Regions from separate parts of the Ovis aries genome. Here region 2 is linked to region 1. A link is a contact called in public Hi-C data. All regions are on one chromosome and are shown on one strand. The core of a region is the stretch at or near the end of the contact, and the rest is flanking DNA. Distances in the headings are between cores, read along the strand shown. Region 1 holds the start of GASK1B (golgi associated kinase 1B). Region 2 has its middle 210 kb from the start of GASK1B.

Region 1 (3,550 bases), core at 183-2,682:
AGGCGTTGGTGATGGAGCCGGGAAGGCTTCTGACACTGGCCACAACAAACCTTTTACACCGCCATCAGTCTCCCCAAGGAGGAGTCTGACTAGTTCCTGGGAATGGATGGAAAGAGTGCACTGAGTCACAGTCTCAGTTCCTCCACAAGAGGAAATTTTAAAAAACGGGACCCTTTCCTTTCATTACTGTCACCAGTAAATGATTTTTTAAATGGAGTTAAAAAACAAACAAGATAGATCTATACATTTGATATTCAGTTGCAATTAGTAAAAACAAACTACCAAAATCCAAGACTGTTTTATAACTTGTAGCTAGAGTCTTTTAATTTGATCCTGAAGGAAAAGCATTAAAATTGGACAAATCCAGGCTTTTCTCTTTGAAATTAAAAAGTGATTTAAGCAAAGCAACAAAGGGTTTTAAAAATCTATAGCTATCTTCTATTTATTTTTAGAAGTCTTGCATTAATTAACTGGGCAGAAGCACCAAGTATTAACATTCAAATTCAGAAATATATTCTCTTGATCTTATAGTACAATCTCTTCTTCATAATACATTTCATTATCTTACATTAAGGGTCATTATACTGTAAAGCCATACATGTTCACATATCTTGGAAGTAATTACATTTATTCGGTCATACACACACAAACATAAACACAAAACACGCATCTAACTGCTTTTTATTCCTTTCCTTTCCACCAAATTCAGCTGAAAGAAAACCCAAAGCTTTCTAGCTGTCTTTTTTCACGTTATTAAAAAGAAGAAGAACTGGTAAGCAACGTTACTTACACAGCTGGCCCCGTGCTTGGCTCCAGGAAGAATGTAATCTCTGACTCTAATGCAAAGAACTTTTAAAGGCTGAGGCATGTAAGTAGAACATATTTCATGGTCAAGAGTGTTCCACATTTCAAATATTTCAGCTCAGCTTTAAAAGTTCCCTTGAAAACTACTGATCGCAAAGCAAAACGGATACTTGTTAACTGGCTGCTGACAACCCACTTTTAAGACATGTGAGGGTTTTTTTAATATTAAAAAAAATGAATTTTAATTTTAAATTCTGAAAAAAGCAAATGCCGTCCAGAAGCAGTTTTCATTCAAATATTTCTCCACTTATTTTTAACCCCCGGGAGCCCTCTAGTGTCCTGTTTAGAAACAGACTCCTGGAATTCAAAGGCAGGATTTGCTTAGCAGCAGTAGAATAAAGGCCTCCTGAAATGAATGCCATCACCCCAGAGGCCTGGGATTAGAGCATCAGAGTTCCCAGGGACTCACCTTTTCATCCTGGCTGTGTCCAGAGTCACACTGATCTCCCACCTCTTCTGAGAAGTGGCCTAGAAATTCATAAAAAGGTAAGAAAGGGTTAATGCAAATGAGGGTTAAAATAGAACAGGCAAATAGGAGTACACATGGGTAGGAAGACATTTACAGTGTGCCGTTCCACAGTTCAACAGTCACAAAAAGAAAGTTGTGGATTCTCTCTGATTGGAGGTATTTAAAAAACAGGTTAGTGATTGGTTTAGGTGATCTGTGTGTCCTGGCGCAGAGGCAAGGGTTGATGACCTCTGGGTCTCACTTAGACTTACCGTTTTTGCTTCTACAGCAAATAGGATCTAGAAGGCAAACAGGCACACTGGAAGCAGACAGAGAATGACTCCCCTCCCCCCGGAAAAGAAGGTTGTGATATGGGGGTGGGAGAAATTGGAGTATTTTCTGTAATCCTAAAAAGACTACAATTGACAATGCAAAAAAGATCAAGGAATTAGAATATATATAGAAGGAAAGGATTAACTTCCAAGTGATGAAATACCAAAAATTGGAATAGAACTGTTCCTTTAGCACTCAAACTCAGATCTTTCTTCCTCTTTAGAAGTTTGCCATGTGGAGGAACGGGACAGGACAATTCCAGTACTGACAGTGGCCTAGATATACCTGTAGATTCTGTCTAAACTTCATGAGAATGTAAGCAGCAAATTGATTTCCATTGTACTTCAGTACTCTTTTTAAAATTTTTATATGCGGAGGGAGGTGGGAGGGGGGTTCAGTGTTGGGAACTCATGTACACCTGTGGTGGATTCATGTCAATATATGGCAAAACCAATACAGTATTGTAAACCAAAAAAATAAAAAAATTTAAAAATTAAAAAAAAAGTAAATAAAATTTTTATTGGGGTATAGTTGATTGACAGTGTTTAGTTTCAGGTGTACAACACAGTGATTTAGTTATACATATACATGCATCTATTCTTTTTCAGATTCTTTTCCCATTTAGGGTATTACAGAGTATTGAGTAGAGTTCCCTGTACTATACAGTAGGTCCCTGTTGGTTATCTACTTTATATTTAGCAGTGTGTGCATGCCAATCCCAATCTCCCATTCTAGCCCTCCTCCCTACCCGTCCCCTACTGGTTATCATAAATTTATTCTCTAAATCAGCGAGTCTGTTTCTGTTTCATAAATAAGTTCATTTGTATCATTTTTGGATTCTGCATATAAGCACTATCATGTGATACCTATCTTTCTCTGATTTACTTCACTCAGTATGATAATCTCTAGGTCCATTTATATTCCTGCAAATGGCATTATCTCATCCTTTTTAATAGCTGTTAATAGTCCACCACATATATGTACCACATCATCTTTATCTGCTCCTCTGCTGATGGACATTTAGATTGCTTCCATGTCCTGGATATTGTAAACAGCCATACAGTGAACACCAGGGTGCACGTAGTCTTTCAAACCATGTTTTTCTCCAGATATGTGCCCAGGAGTAAGATTGCCGGATTATATGGGAGCAATACTCTTTAAAGCACACCTCCATGAGCACAGAATTACTTTCTAGATAATAAATATTAACTTCTCGAAAGAAAGCTATAACAAAGCTGGTTCGTAAAACTATCTTGTTATTTTCTTGTATTTAGAAGACTAACTGACCTGAGCTCTTTAAAAAGTAAAAGTGAGTGTTCGGCAGAGGCCAGGTTATACTAAGGGGAAAGCTCCACTGTTTCCAAAACTTGTTTTTTTTTTAGTGGATAAATGTATAGAAAGTAGATATGAATTGTCTGAGTTAGTGAACTTGGTTGACTGTCCCTCCTCTCCCCACATTTTTGTCCCTGACACCTCACTGATCGTCTCAGAGGCCCTTCCCAGCCTTGGCCTCCTGACAGGGCGTCAGCATTGCCCCAAGGCAAAGATCTCTGGTAGAGTTAGGAACCAGCTCACAGAATCATGGTTGTAGCTAAGATGCTGATATTAAAAATACACTGGATAAGCAATGCTCAGCAATAAGAATCAGAAAACATTTTTTTGTTCGTTTGTTTTAGTTTTGGGGCTGCATCGGGTCTTTGTTCCTGCATGGGCTTTTTTCTAGTTGCGGAGAGCGGGGGCTACTCTTCGTTGCAGTTCATGGGTTTCTCATTGCAGTGGCTTCTCTTGCTGTGCAGCACAGGCTTTAGCTGCACAAGCTCCAGTAGTTGCTGCAAGCGGGCTAAGTTGCCCCATAGTGTGTGGGATCTTCTCAGATCAGGGATCGAAACTGCACCCCCTGCATTG
Region 2 (3,373 bases), core at 119-2,618, 210 kb before region 1:
TTGAATTTTATAATTGATACTTAACAAGTGCCAATTTTATGGCTGAAATTCATGAACCAACAATGACATGATTTGCTCTTGCATGTCTGTAATTACAGTCAAACCATGAGAACGTAGCTCACTATATGCCTAAGAATTAGGCCATAAAACATATGACATGACTTCATACCATCTTCCTGACAAGCTGCAGGACAGACCACAAAACTTGAATTTCACTGAGGTTCTCTGTTTAGGTGGTGGCCCTGGTTACAGCAATATGCAGGATCTAATTCAAAGAGATGAATTCTAAAATCAGAAATAACAGAAGAATAGCAAATTTCTTCACGATACATGTGTCTCTTGTTAGGAAACAAAAGTAAATGATAACATCAGAGTGTTCCCAAATGTTACTCGTAATGTTAAATGTTCATGTTACAGTATGTTCTGAACATAAGACTCATATGAGCATCCTGTGATGACAAATTGTTTAATCTTCATAGAACTTTCCCCCTACTAAGAACAGATTGCTTTTACTCAGTTCCTGTCTTTAAAGCTGTTTTTATTTTCAAATGAAATATTGTGGTCTTGTGTTTTATTGTTAATCCAAAACTATTTCCTTCCTATAAAAAATTCCATCTCTCATTTATTTGTTCAGAGTCATGCACAACCATGAATGCATTTAAAAATTACTTCATCATATAAGCATTCAATTTTCCTGAGAGTACCAGTCCATGTCCTGGTCTAATGAAGTCACAAGACAAACATTTACTCCAGTCTCCTTATCCACTTTTACTGCTGTTTGTCAGTCTCCTTTATCAAAACTTCTTCCTTTGCCCTTAAACATTCTGTCCTCTTTCCATCACTATTTTCTGTCCAAACAAGTCCATCATTCTGGCTCAGTTACCCGCCGCCCCTCCCCACTTCTCTATACCTACACAAAATCTGACTGAGGTAGGAGACAGTGGGCCTCTGGGCTGGACATTTGTCAAGTTGAGTAAAATTCAAACTTTGTTTTCGCCCAGACTCCAAGGGCAAAGCTAGTGATAAGAGCTGAGTTCTGCTGAAACAAAGAGATAAAGTGCCTACTACTGAGATCGAGGAAGACTTCCCTGTCTGCACTTGCTCAGGAAGGTTTCTTGGGGGTTGAAAAGTGAGGGGACCCCACCCCATAATAAGTGTGAGCATGCACCCATAAGGCCTCTGCAGAGGGATCCATCTTAGAAAAAATCTGCATGTGCATCTTGGGGAGGATTCATGGACAAGTCAGGAGTGAAGAAAGTAATAAAATAATTAGCCAAAAGTAAACAAAGACCTGGAAGGACTGTTCAATACAAGTGATTTACATCGCCCCTTTACTGCACTCCTCCTCACTCAGGACACCCGCATTTCTCTGTGTGTGTTATCTCTACCCTGCTTCTGAGTTGCATAACCAGTTTTACTATGTGCTCTCCCATACACTGTGCTATGTCTCTAATAATAAGCTTTGTGCCTGTTTTTACAGTTTTTGACTCCTTGAAACATTCTTGCTTCCAAATAGGGGCAAGAGACAGGGCCATTTTGCTTCTAGCCTCTAGGCCCAGGTGGTCTGGGGGCTAAGACTCTTGGTTTTCATCCAGGTTCAGTTCAGTTCAGTCGCTCAGTCATGTCTGACTCTTTGCGACCCCATTAATTGCAGCATGCCAGGCCTCCCTGTCCATCACCAACTCCCAGAGTTCACTCAAACTCACATCCATCAAGTCAGTGATGCCATCCAGCCATCTCATCCTCTGTCGTCTCCTTCTCCTCCTGCCTCCAATCCCTCCCAGCATCAGAGTCTTTTCCAATGAGTCAACTCTTCGCATGAGGTGGCCAAAGTACTGGAGTTTCAGCTTCAGCATCATTCCTTCCAAAGAACACCAAGGGCTGATCTCCTTTAGAATGGACTGGTTGGATCTCCTTGTGGTCCAAGGGACTCTCAAGAGTCTTCTCCAACACCACAGTTCAAAAGCATCATTTCTTCAGCACTCAGCTTTCTTCACAGTCTAACTCTCACATCCATACATGACTACTGGAAAAACCATAGCCTTGACTAGACAGGCCTTTGTTGGCAAAGTGATGTCTCTGCTTTTGAATATGCTATCTAGGTTGGTCATAACTTTCCTTCCAAGGAGTAAGCATCTTTTAATTTCATGGCTGCAATCACCATCTGCAGTGATTCTGGAGCCCAAAAAAGTAAAGTCTGACACTGTTTCCACTGATTCCCCATCTATTTCCCATGGAGTGATGGGACCAGATGCCATGATCTTCGTTTTCTGAATGTTGAGCTTTAAGCCAACTTTTTCACTCTCCTCTTTCACTTTCATCAAGAGGCTCTTTAGTTCCTCTTCACTTTCTGCCATAAGGGTGGTGTCATCTGCATATCTGAGGTGATTGATATTTCTCCCAGCAATCTTGATTCCAGCTTGTGCTTCTTCCAGCCCAGTGTTTCTCATGATGTACTCTGGATATAAGCTAAATAAGCAGGGTGACAATATACAGCCTTGACGTATTCCTTTTCATCCAGGCTACCCAGGCTTAATTCCTGAGCAGGAAACTAAGATCTCTCTCTAGAACCACTCACTGCTCTCCCTCTGAGATCAGGACTATCTTTTAAAAACGTATTCAACAACCTGATGATTTTTTTTAACAACTACTACGTTGCAGGCACAATGCTAGAATGAAGAAAATAAAATCACAAAATAATTGCCTTTGGAACGGAAGAGTTAGACATCCACTGGTTCGTAGCAGTTGCCTCCTTCTAGAAATCTAGTAACACTCCATTCCTGTAAAATACATCCAGATTTTCAAGGCCTCCATAGATTATAGCCCACTCTGCAATAAAAACTCTGTGTCCTATGTCTCTGGTAGCAATACTTTGGACTCTTTAGGAAATCAACCCGTTCTCGCTCAGTGCAGCCACTTTTTAATAGGAGCATGTGACTCAGAATCAGCCAATCAACTGCACATGCCCCCCTACATTCAACACCACCAAGAGTGAGTAAACCACTAAGCCACCCCTCCAGACTGACCCCTGGACCCACGCCTACCATCACCCCATGTAAGGAACCAGCCCATCCCTCCTTGGGGAGTGAGCAAGGGCATCCATTTCTTGTTCTCACTACTCCCTACTGCATCACAGGACCCAATAGAGCCTTGCCTGAATTTCTTGTCTGGCCTCTGATCAATTTCTATTGATTGGGGAAGGCCAAGAACACTGGCCAATAACCACAACAGTGTGGTCACTCACCTAGAGTCAGACACCCTGAAGTATGAAGTCAAGTGGGCCTAAGAAGCATTACTACAAATAAAGCTAGTGGAGGTGAAGGAATTCTAGTTGAGCTATTTCAAATCCTAAAAGATGATATTGTTAAAGTGC

What was found. Hi-C and Micro-C count contacts between places; a contact is called where the count stands out from the background.
Region 2: a Hi-C map of liver shows a contact between it and region 1, with 5 times the contacts expected there. The contact joins the enhancer-like site here to the promoter of GASK1B in region 1. A contact is called at or near these places in 10 of 16 Hi-C or Micro-C datasets (hypothalamus, liver, mesenteric adipose tissue and 6 more).

The regions. Positions count from the first base shown.
Region 1 is chr17:40,989,358-40,992,907 of ARS-UI_Ramb_v3.0, reverse strand. It overlaps GASK1B (golgi associated kinase 1B), which reads right to left and starts at 1,432. Exons shown (of 5, transcript XM_042234411.2): 1 at 1,274-1,432; 2 at 1-96. LOC121816928 (a long non-coding RNA gene) reads left to right here and starts at 1,194. Exons shown (of 4, transcript XR_006056644.2): 1 at 1,194-1,350; 2 at 1,869-1,960.
Region 2 is chr17:41,200,231-41,203,603 of ARS-UI_Ramb_v3.0, reverse strand. No RefSeq gene overlaps it. Among named protein-coding and RNA genes, the nearest start is that of GASK1B, 210 kb to the right of the region's middle. Within about 2 kb of position 1,368, at least 7 of the 54 cell types and tissues checked have an H3K27ac peak or open chromatin away from gene starts, as enhancers often do.